Linked DNA regions of Drosophila melanogaster: region 2 is linked to region 1. Evidence: chromatin contacts called from public HiChIP or PLAC-seq data. All regions are on one chromosome and are shown on one strand. The core of a region is the stretch at or near the end of the contact, and the rest is flanking DNA. Distances in the headings are between cores, read along the strand shown.

What was found. HiChIP or PLAC-seq counts read pairs in DNA pulled down with a chosen protein or histone mark.
Region 2: a CP190 HiChIP or PLAC-seq map of the Kc167 cell line shows a contact between it and region 1, with 3 times the contacts expected there. The contact joins the promoter of ZnT35C here to the enhancer-like site in region 1. A contact is called at or near these places in 12 of 107 Hi-C or Micro-C datasets (the Kc167 cell line, the S2 cell line, embryo and 2 more) and 1 of 6 datasets of contacts at active chromatin or transcription factors (the Kc167 cell line).

Annotation. Positions count from the first base shown.
Region 1 is chr2L:15,094,977-15,099,154 of dm6, forward strand. It overlaps wwk (white walker), which reads left to right. Exons shown (of 15, transcript NM_205997.2): 13 at 1-201; 14 at 322-467; 15 at 526-1,939. The coding sequence ends at 753. Among named protein-coding and RNA genes, the nearest start is that of CG15269, 12 kb to the right of the region's middle. Within about 2 kb of position 1,990, at least 14 of the 39 cell types and tissues checked have an H3K27ac peak or open chromatin away from gene starts, as enhancers often do. A contact at or near this core is called in the Kc167 cell line, eye imaginal disc and wing imaginal disc, where this site is marked.
Region 2 is chr2L:15,246,329-15,250,755 of dm6, forward strand. ZnT35C (Zinc transporter 35C) reads right to left here and starts at 1,386. Exons shown (of 8, transcript NM_135897.5): 1 at 1,235-1,386; 2 at 1-24. The coding sequence starts at 1,266. It overlaps dao (down and out), which reads left to right and starts at 2,551. Exons shown (of 6, transcript NM_001273533.1): 1 at 2,551-3,238; 2 at 4,320-4,427. The coding sequence starts at 2,811.

The sequences.
Region 1 (4,178 bases), core at 740-3,239:
AGCAGCAAGCCAAGGAGGAAAAGGAGCGGGCTAAGGAGGAGAAGGAGCGTGCTAAGGAGGAGAAGGAGCGTGTTAAGGAGAAGGAGAAGGAACGACTGAAGGAAAAGGAAATCGAAAAGGCAATGGAGAAAGAGAAAGAAAAGGATGCACAGGGAGCAGCAGCATCCACATCAACGGCAGCGACTGATGACGAGGCTAAGGGTAAGGTTTATGCATTACAACAAATAATAGTCCGATTTTTAGATATAAATTTAAATTTAAAATATTTTGAGTTGGTGTCAATTTGATGTTTTAATGGCCATTTAATTGATACATTTTCAGCTGCCGAACTGGCCGCCAAGAAATCTCGTCTCAAGCAGAAGCTGGTGAAGAGTGCGAGGTCAGTGGCCATCTTCTCGCTGAAGCTCAAGGAGCGAAGACAACGCGAGGCGGAGAAGGCAGCCACCATAGCAGTGGAGCATGCTAAGGTAGGGCTAAAAAGGTAGTAAAGTCAACTAATAATTCTTTCTAACTTTGTCTTTGTAGGCTCTGGCCAAGTTGCCCATGCCACAGCCAGTGGGCGGCGAGTTGTCTCTTATACCCATCGAACAACTAATACAAATTGAGGATATCATACCTGCGATGAAAGCTGCAAGCACTTCGGGTGCAACCACATCGTCCAGTCAAGCCGGCCCATCGACGTATCATCAACAGCAGCATCAACAACAGCACTACCACCCACCTTCAAATCCACATCCGCACACGGATAATTAAGCTAATAAATATCAAGATTGATGGCCACCCTTTCGCACACTTTGTAAATAGTTTTCTATGCACCCGCCCCCATTAAGTCGAGATTTTATCAAAGTTACTGATGATATATGAGCAAATTTGCTGAATGTGTGTCTTGTCCAGAGTTGGAAGAAACTAATTAACTATATATAGTGGTTACCATATAGAAAATTAAGTTACTCAAACAATAGGTCGACAAGATTCGAACTTTATTTGGTCCAAAGCTAAACAATACAGAATTTGAATGAAATTTGCCTGTAGGTTAATAATATTAAGTTACCGGCAAATTTCATTTAGATTTTCTAACGTTTAGTCTTGGTCTGTTTTTTTTTTTGGTTTCGTTTTCCAGTGAAAACCGAGCAATTTTTCCAAAACCATTTCATATACAAATTTATCAAAGTTTTGTATGAATGGAGTTCATTTGAATACAAAACTAAATAATGTTTATGGCAACTTAGACTTTCGGGTACAGTGCAATAGAAGTGCATACATAGAAATTGTAGTATGCAAAGAAAACAATACTTTTTAAGAGTTGTGAAACGAATTTTGTGTTAGCGTTTTAGCTGTTAATTCGTTTTCGTAGTCATTGTTGCTTAGCGTTTAGTCGTATAAATCACTTTGTTACACACAAAATGTTGAAAATGTTAAATTTGCATTTATGTTGCCAGTGAGCGGATACTTAATAATTACGCAATCGCTAACACTCTCACACGATAATCGAAATCAGACAAAACAACGACACGCATAACTGTGAGATAATATCGTCCATTGTTCCTTCCATATAAAGGATAACGCCTTCGCACTCGCTTTTAGCTATGGTACAACAGATCAGATGGAAACTATTACTAAATGCAGCTAGCTATAAACGCTGAAAACTACATATTACTTGCTGCATTGTTTTTTTCTCGTTTTTCTATGTGTGGTCCTAGCTTGATCGAAGAGAAAACGAAAAAAAAAAAATTGCACACTTTATCAACAGTCTAGTCAAAGGATCTACACTTTAACATAGATGCACCCAAACACAACGGCTATTTGTAAATATATTGTAGGGACTAAGTGTAATTTAAATGAGGTATACAAATTATATTAATGTAATAATTAAACGTGCTCTTGTGTTGAACAAAAATTTCAAGTAAAGCCATTCAATAAAGAAATTGTATTTGACTGGATGGTCAGTTGGGTGTTAAACTTTGCTATAGCCTCGTGGAAATTAAAGAAGCATACTTTTGGGATGATAACATATCTTGTGCGGATGAGCATTGAATTTGAATTTTAAAGGACTTACGCTGCACAGATAAAACTAATTTCTTTTTTAAGCACATATATTTATATTTACTTTAGTTAATATTATTATACATTGGTAGATTTTATCATGTTATTTACATATATGTAAATGACTTGCAGTTAACCACTTCATTTTTCAAACAGAATTAGCTTGATGACTGTTAAGCTTATAGAGTTTCTGTAATATCATTTTAAATGTCGGTTTATATGAGTGATACCATTTATTACTTTCAAGTCCATAAAAATACCTTTACTTCGACAAACACTTTACATTCCTTTCAATTGCTGTGTTACTGTGTAAGCCTGTAAGATATGTAAATCTTGTACACGTCTCAGATAGAGCACGCACTTTAATTAAACGGGTCAAGGATAATGGCGGGTCAGCTGTGAAACTTTTCCAGAACTGATTGCACTGCCACTTGCATCTGCCCGGCTGTGGTTTAATCATTACGTTTAAATCAGATAGAACCACTGCCCTCACCACAGACAGCATTCGATGGGTACAAGTGTTTCGCCTGATTTTCTTTTCTTTTCTTTTTCTTTTTTTTTTGTGCAACAACATTTTTCATTTTGTTTTATAGCTAAGCTTAACGAATGGTGGACACGGGTCAAGTCAAGTCTCTCGACACACACATGGGTCTCGCAATTCCACGTACAAATCCCCAACCTCAGATCCCATACCTCGTTCACCGTCACCGTCATCGTCATCGTCATCGCCATCAACACTTGTCATTGTTGCAGGTGAGCTGTGAGCAGTAAGCAGTCAGCAGTGAGCTTGCCCGTAACTGATTTCAGTTGGCTGATAAAATTTCTGAGCCAAGCATTCGTTGGCCATTTGCCTGCTTGACAAACGCACTCCGCACGTACGGCTAATTAACGCGCGTTTTAAGGCCTCGCTCCCGTAATCCCCAGCCCTCTCACCCTTACCCCGATATCCGATATCACTGCTCCCCATCTGGCTGACTCCCCCTGCTTTGTCCCACTGGGCACGAGTCGCATTACGAATGCATTGCGGTACGACGCTCCGGATTTGGCCAGAATGTCCTACCAACGTTGATTGAGGGGCATACATATGTATGTTTTAGTAGTTCACGTACTCATATGTTTGATTTGGTTGAAAGGCAGGCTGAAAATTAGATTTATTAGTAGACCCATTTCGTAGTAAACTAAACTAAAAGGAAACTACAAAGTACAATTTAAGTTGTTCTAAAATGAATTATTGAAATATATCTATATAAGGAAGTAACAATGTCTTGCAAAATATCACATAGTTAAATTGTCAAAACTAAGGCTTATGCATCTTTTATTAAAGTTTAAAAACGTTGTATAGAAAAGTGCAGAGCTGACCAATCAAGATGTCCAACTTGGCCATAAATCTGCGCAACACCCAAACGAAATGAACACAAAAAAAAAAAAAAAATAATGGCACAATGGCGGCCTGAGGAAATAGTTAGTTATGTTATGTAGGAAACCACAACGAGCCATAGTTGCTATATGTACAAGTGTTCAGTGGAGATCGCGAAGGTTGGCCAGATGATGATGATGATAATGATGATGATGATGGTGATCATGATGGAATGGTGATGCGAACTAGGTAGCCACCAAACAGAAAACAGACAACGCTTTATGGGCGATATTACCGTAAGATAATGGACCACCAGTCGGAGCTAAAAAAAAAAAACTTTTGGGGCCTTGTCCGCGAGACACAGGTTGGTGAAATCTCGTCGGACTTGGATTCGGATTCGGAGTCTGGGTCTGGGACTGTGACTGGCGGCACTGCTTCTCTGCACCTGACCCGAAAATGTTTCACATTGCGCGAGTTACAGTTAAACGCCATTTTTTCCATTGAAATTTGGCTGTTTTTGAAGATTTTTTGTTCGTGAAGATCTCTTGTTACGGCGAGAAAGCAAGGTGCAAAAGGTTTTTTTGAGACTCGGACGGTGTCCCAAAACCCATCCAGTAGCCGGCAATTTGTTTGTCCAAAATGGCTGGTTGGGCCATTAATATGGGTAGAAAACACGGTTGGCCCAAAAATAAAATGAAACGACAGAAACGGCCACGCCTCGAGGGCGCAACGGTAAATGCCCCCCAAGACAGAGTTTTTTTTTTTGGTTTTTTGGGGG
Region 2 (4,427 bases), core at 136-2,635, 150 kb after region 1:
CGGCGCGTCCGTCCAGAGTCGCGTCTGCAGAAGAAGAAGATGGTTACTCGATGGAAAACTCAAGATTATACCGATAAGTTTCATAAGTTTCATACTGTAAACGCTAAATGCTTTAGTTTTAATCAAAATGTTCATATTTAGCTTATGATGTTCCACTAGAAATAATCTTACAAGTGTGCATCACAAAACAAGTTTGGAATGTGGTCTAAACAATATATAACGTTTTCCCAACTAATTCTTTAATTAAAATGTGCCATTCGTTAGTTTTATTCTGCACAAGTTTCTATAGAAATGCACTTGTTTTCCACGGTAAACAAGTGCAAGACGCCCAAAAGAATGAGAAGTAAGTAAGTGCAGCCACAGCAAGAAAAGTTTTTCCGTGGCAGCTTCGACTGGAAAAACCCCGGCAGAGAATTAAAACGTAGCGTTGCCGGTGCCAACAAAACACTGCGGCATTTAAGCAGACACAATGTACAGTGGGGCCATTGACTGCCATAAGCCCCACCGAACCGACCGTCCATCAGCAGGCAGTTGCCACTGTAATGAGCTTGATGCTTTGGAAAGCGAGGCGAAATGCACCGAAAAAAGGAGTTTTTTTGATAGGTGCTAAAATGAAAAGTGCTGCGAAAAATTCAATTTGAAGTTTTGTTACTTAACGCAAACTACGATGACTACTTAAAGGCCACGCCCACTCCGCCGACGCCGCCTTCATCAGCAGCACGTGTGTGTGCGTGTGATGTGCCCGTTGATAAGTTTCTCATGTTGCATGGGTGTGTGTGTGTGCGTGGGTGGGCGTGCGTTGGTGGGCGTGGGTGTGCCAGAGCAAGTGCGCGTAATTTTTACTACGGAAAGTGCAAATGGCGCTAAACTACTTGCTCTGCAACTTTCCAACGCAATTGCACAAAGGAAGAAAAAAAAATCAAAAAAAAAAAAAGAAAAACGAGTGAAAAAAAAACAGCAAGCAAAATACGTTAGCCGTCGCACTTTAAGCTTTCGATCCAACTTTTGGAGGCCTGTGCGCACCTAGAAAATCCCAAGACTCCAGGAACCCGACAGTTGTCACTGCTCCCACGCGGTCCGCTCTTACGCCTATTTAACAAATCAGCAGCTCATTTGGCGCTTTATGTTAATTTGGCCCAAAAGAGATTTTATATTCGGCCAACTTTTTGCGCTGCGCAAACTTTGGCCCAGGAAGTCAGGCGATAAACCGTTTTCCCAGCATCCCATAACTTACTTGGCAATCGGTGTATCCTCGTTCCTGGACATTATTATTTCCGAATATTAACTCACTTTATATTTTTTCAACAAGACACACTAACACCACACGTTACAACACAAGACCGCACCGACAAGTGTTTCTTATAAGATCCCATATGCTCCACTGATTCACAGAGGCTGTGGAATGATAAGATTCAAGCAAATAGTAGATAATCGTGGTTATCTTAACTTACAACTTTCAGATCGGCGAGAGCCGAGTGCAATGCATGTGTTTGTACTTCGAGGGAGGTGAGGAGGGGTGGATCAGTCTAGAAGCTAAAATAAAGCAGAAACAAAACACTCAAAAAAAATAACTGGTATATATATTCCAAAGCAAAGGTAAACATTATTCGTCCCAATAATAATATATATAATGATAATATATAGATAGATAATATCTTTATATAGAATAATATAATCCGCATAATTATAATTGTTGAAAATTACATAATGCCAAAGCGGATTTCAAAATAAAGATTTAAAATTAAAAATTAAACAAATGTAAATCAAGGTAGATTCATCATAGATATAACAATGATTGATAAAGTTATCAACAGAATATCAGATCTTTGGGTTTAGTACTTTCTTTTTTAAGGAAATAAAAACTTTTAATTTTAATACTGTGCCAACATTTTTCTGCGTGCAATGTGAAACGAAAAAGGGGAAGAAAGATGCCCATTCTTATCAGCAGGAGGTATGATATGTCAAGTGTGAATATAGCACACGGACCGTTCAATGATGGTAACGTGCGGTAAGACAACCAACGGGATCAGTTTGCTTTTAAGAGCAGGTTTACCCAGCCGGCAGATAAGAATGTGAATGGGCGCAAAGCACTCGCTAGAATTTTTGAATTTTGCGCTTATTCTCGGGCTGCCAGATAGCTGAAAACAGTTTGATGTTGGTATTTTTAAATGAAGCCCTGGCTTTACAAATATAGGAAAATATTGTACAATAGGTGGTTTATTTGAAAGGTTAATAAAATAACAATGCTCAAAAGCTACAAACTCGTTTTTCCTTATTCTAACTTTTCTAAGTTTAAAATTAGAAATATATATTTTAAACTCTTTCAAGCATAAAGATCAAACGATAAGAAGAACTTAAAGATTTGATATTAGTAAAAATGTTTTGGGCAGGGTATATAATAAGATAAGATTTATTTCATAGGTACAGGGTTCACAACTTTTTTAATTCATTGGGATTGGTGAATGCATAATATGGGATAGAATATTCTTGAAATACCATCCCCAAGATTAACGGTAACTGGCAAGTGTCATCCCTAAGCGATAGGTCCGTTACGACTCGCGCATCGCTGGCACGAGTGGCGATGTTTTAAAAAAATCAATATGAAGGCCACAACGTGCGGGAGTTCGTGAAAGTTTAGCTAGCGTTATTAGTCAATGATGTCGGGGCGTTGTGCACTCGAATTGATAGCCGATAATTCGCCCGGACTGCCGCCGCGGCAGTGACCAGATAGATGGCCATGGCCAACTGAACGGAAGGAGAGCGCGAGACCAGAAAAAAGCGAGCCACAAGCACCAAACAGCCACCAAGTGATGGCCTCCTCCACATCCTCTGCGCGTGGGAACAACAAAGCAGCCACCACCAACACCACCGCAGCCACCGCTCCCGTCTCCACCGCCTCGTCGGCTGCCGTTTCCGGTTCCGGTGCCACCTCCGCGGCAGCTACTGCCTCCGCTCCGCCAGCTGTGACCCTAAGCGAGCTGATTGGCCAGCAGCTGAAGCACCTGAACGCCGATGAGCTGCTGCACAAGGACGAGCTGCAGCTGCTCCTGCTCATAACGCCTGTGCAACGCCAGAAACTGAGCCGCAATCTGGAGGATGGCGATCTGGAGGCCAGCACCTCGGCGGCGCCACTTTCGCGTCCCGAAAACGGCGAGGAGGATGACGACCTGATTGGGGCGGTGGGCGGACTCGGTATTTCGTCCCCAACTACGACCAAGGAGCCGGTGCTAGATTTTAGGTAAACATAACGATGTGGCCACTAGTCCATAAAAGCACAAACCCAAACTTAATCGCTTTCACTAACTAACCAGATTTGTCAAAACGTTAAGAATGTCGATAGTGTCAATTCACAATAGCAAACATAGTCGTTATCTAATATCCTAAAACAGGAAGAAAGTTTAAAAACAAAAAACATATTCACATTGTACAATGATTATACCCATTATGTGTAAAGCAAAAGGGAATGCTGGATTCGGGGAAAAGTATGTAACAGTACAATGATTCGTTTTTGGCTCTTTTAAGTATTTATGTTCATAATCAGATTGACTAGCCATGACGATTCAGCCAAGCACGTCCGTTCAGCTGAGTAAAGGGTATAAGATAGTCCAGGGTATCCATTATTTTTATTATTTGAAAAAACCTAAAATGCGTTTGCTTGAATGTGTATTACGTGTTGGTAAGAAATAGGCATTTTTTAGAAGCAGTAATAAAATTCCTCAGACAAAAAGCTTACTTTTCCACACATATAAATGTTTAATATAAATCTTTTTTTTTACGTATTTATTATTACATTGATTTTTTTATAGTTTCGCATGTCATCCTCGAACAATATGCAAAGCAAATTAAAAACGCGTGGTGCTTTTTCAACCAGTGGCCTAATGTTGGTTAGGCCAAGCTATTATGCAAATCCATAATTACCCCACGAAATTAATTTAATTTGTGGGAGGTGATTTTGCACCCTTGCACATTGGGCTTCGTTTAAGATTAAATGACCCGATTAAAAAAAAAAAAATAAACTAAAAATTAATATTTAATAAACTAGAAATTAATATTTAATCGAAATATAGGTTTACAAAAATGTGCAATTTTGAAGTCACATTTAAATCATTTCATTTGGTTCATATCCATCCATCCATTTGTTGCCAGCACTTTTTACCACTTTTTACCACTTTGTAATAACGGCCCAGTATAGTCGGTTGCATGCATTCGTACGTTTAGGTTAAGAAACATTGTTTGCTGTCGAACTCGGTATTTGGGTCACTTCGTTTTGACATTTGCCGTGAATAATTAACCATGCCACCCTTTTGCCAACCGCACAGGCCACACGTACTCAAATGGTTTCAACATCTGCGCCACCAAACGGGCCACTTCAAGTCGGAGGAGGAGTCTCGTCGTCTGCGGGAGGCTGGTAACGATTCGTATCGCAA